Regions from separate parts of the Mus musculus genome. Here region 2 is linked to region 1. A link is a contact called in public promoter capture Hi-C data. All regions are on one chromosome and are shown on one strand. The core of a region is the stretch at or near the end of the contact, and the rest is flanking DNA. Distances in the headings are between cores, read along the strand shown. Region 1 overlaps Rb1 (RB transcriptional corepressor 1). Region 2 overlaps Itm2b (integral membrane protein 2B).

What was found. Capture Hi-C pulls out chosen DNA fragments and counts their contacts.
Region 2: a promoter capture Hi-C map of liver shows a contact between it and region 1. The contact joins two enhancer-like sites. A contact is called at or near these places in 1 of 39 promoter capture datasets (neutrophils) and 3 of 9 other capture datasets (adipose tissue, liver and pancreatic islet).

What each region holds. Positions count from the first base shown.
Region 1 is chr14:73,208,339-73,212,068 of GRCm38.p6, reverse strand. Rb1 (RB transcriptional corepressor 1) reads left to right here. Exons shown (of 27, transcript NM_009029.3): 20 at 320-465. Among named protein-coding and RNA genes, the nearest start is that of Mir687, 3.4 kb to the right of the region's middle. Within about 2 kb of position 1,673, at least 11 of the 459 cell types and tissues checked have an H3K27ac peak or open chromatin away from gene starts, as enhancers often do. A contact at or near this core is called in liver, where this site is marked.
Region 2 is chr14:73,367,260-73,370,989 of GRCm38.p6, reverse strand. It overlaps Itm2b (integral membrane protein 2B), which reads left to right. Exons shown (of 6, transcript NM_008410.3): 2 at 2,563-2,691. Among named protein-coding and RNA genes, the nearest start is that of Itm2b, 16 kb to the left of the region's middle. Within about 2 kb of position 1,854, at least 62 of the 459 cell types and tissues checked have an H3K27ac peak or open chromatin away from gene starts, as enhancers often do. A contact at or near this core is called in liver, where this site is marked.

The DNA of each region.
Region 1 (3,730 bases), core at 424-2,923:
TTTCCAACACCTATGCTGAATAATTACCGACAGAACCAAAGGAAATCGTATTTTGTCTGTCTGATTTCACAAGATCATATGACCTTTCCCTTCTGCCTTGGTTTCATAATTTAATAGCTAATTCAGCAAGTATTACTGAGCCTTGTGTATGGAATGCTGCTAATACTAGGGGTCATTTATTTAAGGAAAACAGCCTTGGAGGTTAGGCTATTGTTTAAATGCTACTTACAATAGTATAAAGGAATTTAATGTTTCAAAAAAAAATCCCCTCATAATTGAGAATGGACAGTAAGCAGGCCCTTTCACCTTCTGTCTGCAGTGTACCGTCTAGCATATCTCCGACTAAATACACTCTGTGCACGCCTTCTGTCTGACCACCCAGAGCTAGAGCACATCATCTGGACTCTGTTTCAGCATACATTGCAAAATGAGTATGAGCTCATGAGAGACCGACATTTGGACCAGGTAAGAAAAGCAGTCACTTCCCCATCGTTTCTTCCTGCTCATAGTTGACTGTGTGCTATATATCACATTCAAGTGACCATCTACATTAGCTTAGTAGTATATATTACCATACATTGTATAACATACATAGAGTTCCTTGTTGAATACCATTTATATTTTTTATATAGCTTTTACAAATTAGAGGTATATATTTTAATAACTATTTAATGACACAAACATTTAACCTTTTCTGTATTGTGATAAGCTAGATTTCATTTTACTGTGGAAATGACATGAGCCAGAGACCAGCCAGCTATCTAACCAGGAGATATGGTGTATGCCTGTAATCACAACTATTCTTGAGAGGCTGACTCACAAATTTGAGGACTTGCCAGCACTACATGTTAAGTTCAAGACCACTCTGGCCACTTAGTGAGACTCTGTCTCAAAATTCAATAATAAAAAAGCTGGTGTTGTAGTTCAGTGGTGAAGCATTTGCCTGTCATACACAGAGCACTGGTGCTCTGATCCTAGTAACAAAAAATGATTTACAGCCGGGTGGTGGTGGTGCACGCCTTTAATCCCAGCACTCGGGAGGCAGAGACAGGCGGATTTCTGAGTTCGAGGCCAGCCTGGTCTACAAAGTGAGTTCCAGGACAACCAGGGCTACACAGAGAAACCCTGTCTTGAAACAAACAAACAAACAAACAAACAAAAACAACAACAACAAAAAAAGATTTACAAAGAATCAGAGACTCCAAAACAGGAATGTGGGGAGGGGAAGGAAAGTGGGGCTTATAAACAGAATAATTCCTCCTAGCTTCCTTTTTCTTCTTAAAGGGGATAAAAAACATTTAGAGGAGTGTGTGCAGTTTATCAAAGCATACATTTTTAAATGTATAGTTCAGTGATTTAGTATATTTGTAGAGTTGTAAAACTACTAACACAATCTATTTTATTTAAACCATTTTCTCACACCAAAGAGAAACTCTGTTGTCTCTAAGAGTCCTCAACAACATAAATCTACTTTCTTTTTCTGTAGATTTGTCGAATCTGAACATTTTATGTAAATAGAATCATATGTAATTTCATATTTAGGGTGTGTGTGTGTGTGTGTGTGTGCGCGCGCGCGCACGTGTGTGCAGGTGTGCAGGGTAGGGTCCTGACTGAGTTCTATGACCTTGCAAATCCTAGGCAAATGTTCTTCCACTGAACTTCGTCCCCAGCCTTGAGTGTGGATGGCTTCTTTATAGAGCACAGGTTCAAGGTTCATCTGTGTTGTAGTTTCTGTCACATACTACATTATGTTTATAATTCATCAGTTGATAGAAACTGGATTATTTCTTCTTTGATGTATTATGAATAATGTCAATATTCATATATAAGGTTTGTAAAACATGTTTTTATTTTTCTATGTATATGTAAGTAAAATTTCTGGGTCATATGTTAAATCTTTAACCTTTTTGAGAAATGGCAGGGATATTTTCTAAAATGGCTTTACCAATTTATGTTTTATTTTTAAAGATTTATTATTTTTAAGTGTGTGTGGGAGGGTGTTTCTATGTGTAGGTACATGCATGTTTACAGTATCTGTGAAGGCCAGAGACATTGGGTCCCCTGGGGCTGGATCATAGGCATATGTAGCTGGTAGCTAATGATAGCGAACATCTGCTTTAGAGAAGTGTGTGTTAAAATCCTTTCTGAAAAGACAGCAAGAGTCTTCCTCACTGAGCGTGGCGGTGTGCAAACAGACCTCAAACTCACAGAGCTCTGCCTAAGTCTGCCCCTCAGTTCTGGAATTAAAGGCACAGCCACCACAACAGGCGGCAATGATTTAAAAAAAAAATATGTTCTGTATATATCTTTTTCTATGAAATATGTGTTTTGAAAATGTTTTATCCTCTGAGAAACTTCAGGTCATCTTTGGTTTGTTTTTTGTTTTGTTTTTTGCTTCTTTTTTTTTTGTTGTTGTTGGTGGTGATGGTTGGTTGTTTTGGCTACTGGTATTTTGATGTATGAACAAAAACATTGTCAAGTTTGGAGGCATCAAGACCTCATTTTTCCCAAGAGCTTTGTGCTCTTAGTTTTCTGTTTCAGTTTCAATCCACTTTGACTTAGTTTTGCAAGAGGGCAGGGGAGGACTTCTCCCTCCAGTTGTTCCAGCACAGGAGCCCCACCCCCCTCTTTCCTCTCACTCTTTCTCCTTGGTGTGAATCCAGGGCCTCTTACTTTGTGGCAAACACTTCACTGAGCTATGCCCATTCCCACACCATCTCTTGAAATGCATCCTTTTTTTTTATTATTATTCTTTTTCTTTTTCTCTGTTGACAGCTGTTGAAAGTCTATTGATTTTTTTTTTTTTTTAGTGTACACATGTTTATTCCTGAGACTCATTTCCAGTCTGTTATCTATGTAGCTATTTTGGTGAGAATACACTGTCTTAGTTACTATAGCATTCCAATTTTTTGGAATAAAGAGACACAATTGTACTTTGTTCTTTTTGCAAGATCAATTTAACTGTCCTGAAACTTAAATTTCCATGTGAGTTTTAGGACTGACTTGTCATTTTCTCTGAAGATTTTGAAAGAAAGTTCACGGGCTAATGTGTCAGTTTGGGGGATGTCACATGTAGCATGAAGTCTTCAATCCATACGGAGGATGCGGCTCCTTCCCATCCTTCCAGGCTTTAATTTCTTTCAATAATAGTTTATAGTTTTCAGAATACAAGTCTTACATTTATTTTTTTAAAGATTTATTTACTTATTATAAGTAAGTACACTGTAGCCGTCTTCAGATACTCCACTCCACAAAAGGGAATCAGATCTCATTACAGATGGTTGTGAGTCATCATATGGTTGCTGGGATTTGAACTCAGGACCTTCAGAAGAGCAGTTGGTGCTCTTAACTGCTGAGCCATCTCTCCAGCCCCTTACATTTATTTTATTAACTATACTCCTATGTATTCTATTCTCTTTAATAATAAAGGAAATTATTTTTATTTCATTGTTTTGTTGATCTGTGTGATTTTTGTATCAGCAAAGTATTAGCTTCATACAGATAGTTGGGAACTTCTAATTTCAGAAGAACTTTTTAAGAATTGATATTGATATTGAGTCTTTTTCTTCTTGGAATTTTGCTGAATTCACCAATGAGGTCCCATAGGTATGGGGATTTGTGTGTGTGTGTGTGTGTGTGTGTGAACACTTACTGTTTAGTAATTCAAAATTAGCTTTTTTACTTTTCAGTCGATATTGGCATCTGCATAACTTGAGGAACTTAGTGTCAT
Region 2 (3,730 bases), core at 605-3,104, 160 kb before region 1:
CGTTCGGCCGTCAAGTATCTGCATGTTAACTAAGCACCAAGAGTGGTTTAGGGTTTCTAGGAATGCAGAATAAACACGCATAAACAGGAACCGTCTAGCCTAGGAGCAAGAGATAAGATCGCTACATGAATTTCTAATGCGAGAAAGCAAGTGACTAATAGCAATATAGAGGAAAGAGAGCAGACTTTGAAGACGTCAGCTCTTAGGAGGCTCCCAGTGGTTTGTCGACTCAAGGTCTGTAATTTAGATACTGAAATAGACTCTTGTTTATTCCTTTATTCTCGAGCCATGTTTCAGGTGCGGAGTCACTGGCTGCCCTTTGAATAAGTGTTCCAAAGCGAAGTTCTTTAACAAATTAGTCTCTGTTGTCCTGGAAAATGACTTTTTAAAATAACTTACAAATTCAACTTCATACCAAGGCCCTTTGTGGCCTGCTCCAGTTCTCTCTCCCTAGGATCCCTCCCACCATACCAAACCCTTAGCTGCACTGTGTCTCCCTGGCAGTGTGGTATATTCTGCCTTCATGATGTTATTCGTTCTTTACCTTTTGCATCGTTTCCTGGAACCCTGTCTTCTGCCTGGCAGTATGTGTTTGCCCCGTGTCCTTCCATGCCGTGTTCTCTCCCTGGGAAGTCTCTCCCTTAATCCATCCCGTCTCACTCTGCATTTTTCCTGTCAGAGCCCACGTTCATGTTGTTCTGTGCTTCATTAGATAAGAAAGGGGTTTTATATGAAAGATAAGGCCGGCCTAGAGCTTCCTGTGTAGTCTAGGCTAACCTCCAACTCACAGCAGTCACTAGCCGAAGTCTCCCACTTCACCCCCAAGTGCTATGATTCTATATACGCACAATCTGCTTGGCCCTTTTTGTATATTTATTATCCGCAGTGATCCAGCCTATCTTTGCCTTGGCAAAGTCTGTATTCCTGGTGCCCAGGGCAACTGTTTAAACACATTAGATGTGTAATTTATTCTCAAACTCACTGTTTGTTACATAGTTACAATGATAAATCAAAAATCAAAAAGTCTGAGAACTCACTGTCCATGTAACCGTGAGGCTGCATATTCTTTCTCTGTGTCCACCCATGGTCCACAGCCGCTGATTTATGGACTCACAGGAGGGAGCCTGGCAGGTAGGGCTGCGTGATGCACACTTGGCTGTCTGAACAGCTGGTAACAAATGCTGAGAGCAACTGTTTGCATCTGTCATTCCATCCCCCACCCTTGTCCCCACTCTGAGAGTAGTTATGCTAGGACACTTTCCCTCTCCTGTGATGTGTTTGTCAGGCAAGCTCAAGCAGGCCCGTGTGTTTGGGTCTATAAAATCTTACCACACTTGAGATTCTTAGAACTTCTCACTAGTAGGACTTCTGATGAACTCTTCCCCATTCGCTCCCATTCCAGGCTTTAGTAGATACATTGATCTAAACATCCACACACCATCCCTGATGAGAGCTGCCTCACATGTAGTCCTTGCCAAATCACGTGGCCTGAACTTACATCGAATATTATTTATTCTGCATGGCTGTGTGTTTAAAATTAAAGCTTCCAACCCCGAGAATGTAATGGCCTGTGCCAGTAATCATAGCAGGTGGGAGGCAGAGGCAGGAAGATTGCTACAAGTTTGGGGTCAGCCTGAGCTACATGGTGTGAGAACCTCGCTCTAAAAATCAGTGGGGTGCGTCTATCTAACATTGTTCGTGTTGGTACAGGACTTGGAATTGGACGTTGCCCATCAGTACTCAGACACGGTCTCTCATGGTAGAAATGAAGTGTAGAATGTAGTTGGCGTTCCCAAGTGACTCATCCCTAAGCCGTAGCTGCTCCCTGGGCTGTGCCCTGTGTCACCGTGCTTTCCTCCTCATTCACCAGTCGTTCTGTCTCACTGGCTCACGCCCTGTAATGTCCACAGTCCGTACTGGGTACTGGGTTTCAGTTTTAGTTCTTAAAAAGAAAATGAAAGGAAGCCATTATCAAACCGAGATTCCGGTAGGGTGGAATTACAGAATTAATTATACAGGCATACCTTTGACCTGATTTTTAGATTCTGTTTGTCCAAAGAACTTTAGTGTCCTATCTTTTGTTAGTGTTGTGTTAGTTTTCCCCATAGATTGTTAAGGAATGGTTTTATATCTGGAATGAAATAGATAAACTACCTGTAAAGGCTAACCGTTTTATAAGTGATCCAATTAGGAAATCCCCTGGATGTGTGAAGCAGCCTCACAAACTGTGGGACCAAGGTCACGTTGTAACCTTTTCTGAATTTCAAATGTTAGAACATGGCGCCAAAAGTCGCGTACGGAAAATACAAATTGTGGTTTGTATCAGAGCTCCAGACACTGTTAGTCGACAGACTATTGAGAGAGAGAAGGCTGCCTAGAGGTCTCTGGGGACCAGTGTCCATGCCTGGCATGGAGGCGTGGGGGTGAGTCTTGGTGCCGCCGGTCCTCATTCCGTGGTTAGTTTTGATCAGAGCCTTCACACCTTTGATCTTTATCTTCATAGATAACCCCCGAGCCTTCTGTTACTCTGTGTCTGATGTGGCTGTTGTGTTTCCATTCCAGGACCCGGGTGACGTGGTTCCGGTTGGACAGAGGAGAGCGTGGTGTTGGTGCATGTGTTTCGGACTGGCCTTCATGCTTGCTGGCGTCATCCTCGGAGGGGCGTACCTGTACAAGTATTTTGCTCTTCAGGTAAGTAGGAAGATATATTTAAGATTTTCTAATACATCTATGTACTTACTTCTAGGGGAAGGGACATGACCAGAGGACGTTTGAGGAGCCGGTTGTCTCCTATCACCGTGTACGTCCTAGAGATTGGATTCCCATCATTAGGCTTAGGGGCTAGTACCTGCTACCCACTGAACAGTCTTGCCAATTCTGCAGACAATTTTTTGGGGGGAGCCTGAATTCTTTTTCCTCTTTCTGTGAATTAGAATACGGTCCCTGCCTTGCTCTAAGCATGTACTTTCTGTCTGTAGATGACCATGTTTGGGCATGGAGGGTTTCTCAAAATGCACTTTAATTTTCCCAGCACAGTTACTAGTAAAGAGATTCATCATGAATTGGCGCTTGTGTGAGTATGTCAGCTACAGTGTTGACAGGTCATCCCTGGACAGCCAAGTTGAGGCTACTACCTGACAGCCCTTGCTGTGTCTAAGAGTTGGGTGACTTGCAGAGCTGACGACGTCACTTTTGGTGAAAGCGACCTGTAGCTTAGTGTTTAGAGTGCTCTCAATGTGTTAAGACATTGATTGCACTTAATTATGACTTACGATGTCATCTCCCCAAACCCACTCCGATGACTACTTCAGATGTTCTAATGTTTCCAAGTAGGGAGAAAGGCTTCGAAGCCAGATTTCAAAACTAATTTTGAAGTCTTCCTCCAGAGTTTATATGAAGTCCATGCTCACTTTTAGTCTTAGTCAAGATAAAGGCATACTGACTTTTGAACATTTCTGAACTAATAGGGTAAAAGTGGGTTCTGTTATTTTAGAATAGACTTACGTAGACAAGTCTGACATCAACCTTTGATCCCGCCTTTGCCTCATGTGCTAAGTGTGTGCCACCACCACTCCTATGTGTATCTTTCTAAATGTAGTATTTTGTTTTATATGAAACCTAAGGTACAGAAAAAAATAATCTGGGGGCTGGAGATATAGCTCAGCAGTGAAGAGCACTGGCTGCTCTTCCAAAGGACTCAGGTCCAATTCCCAGCAGCCACACGGCAGCT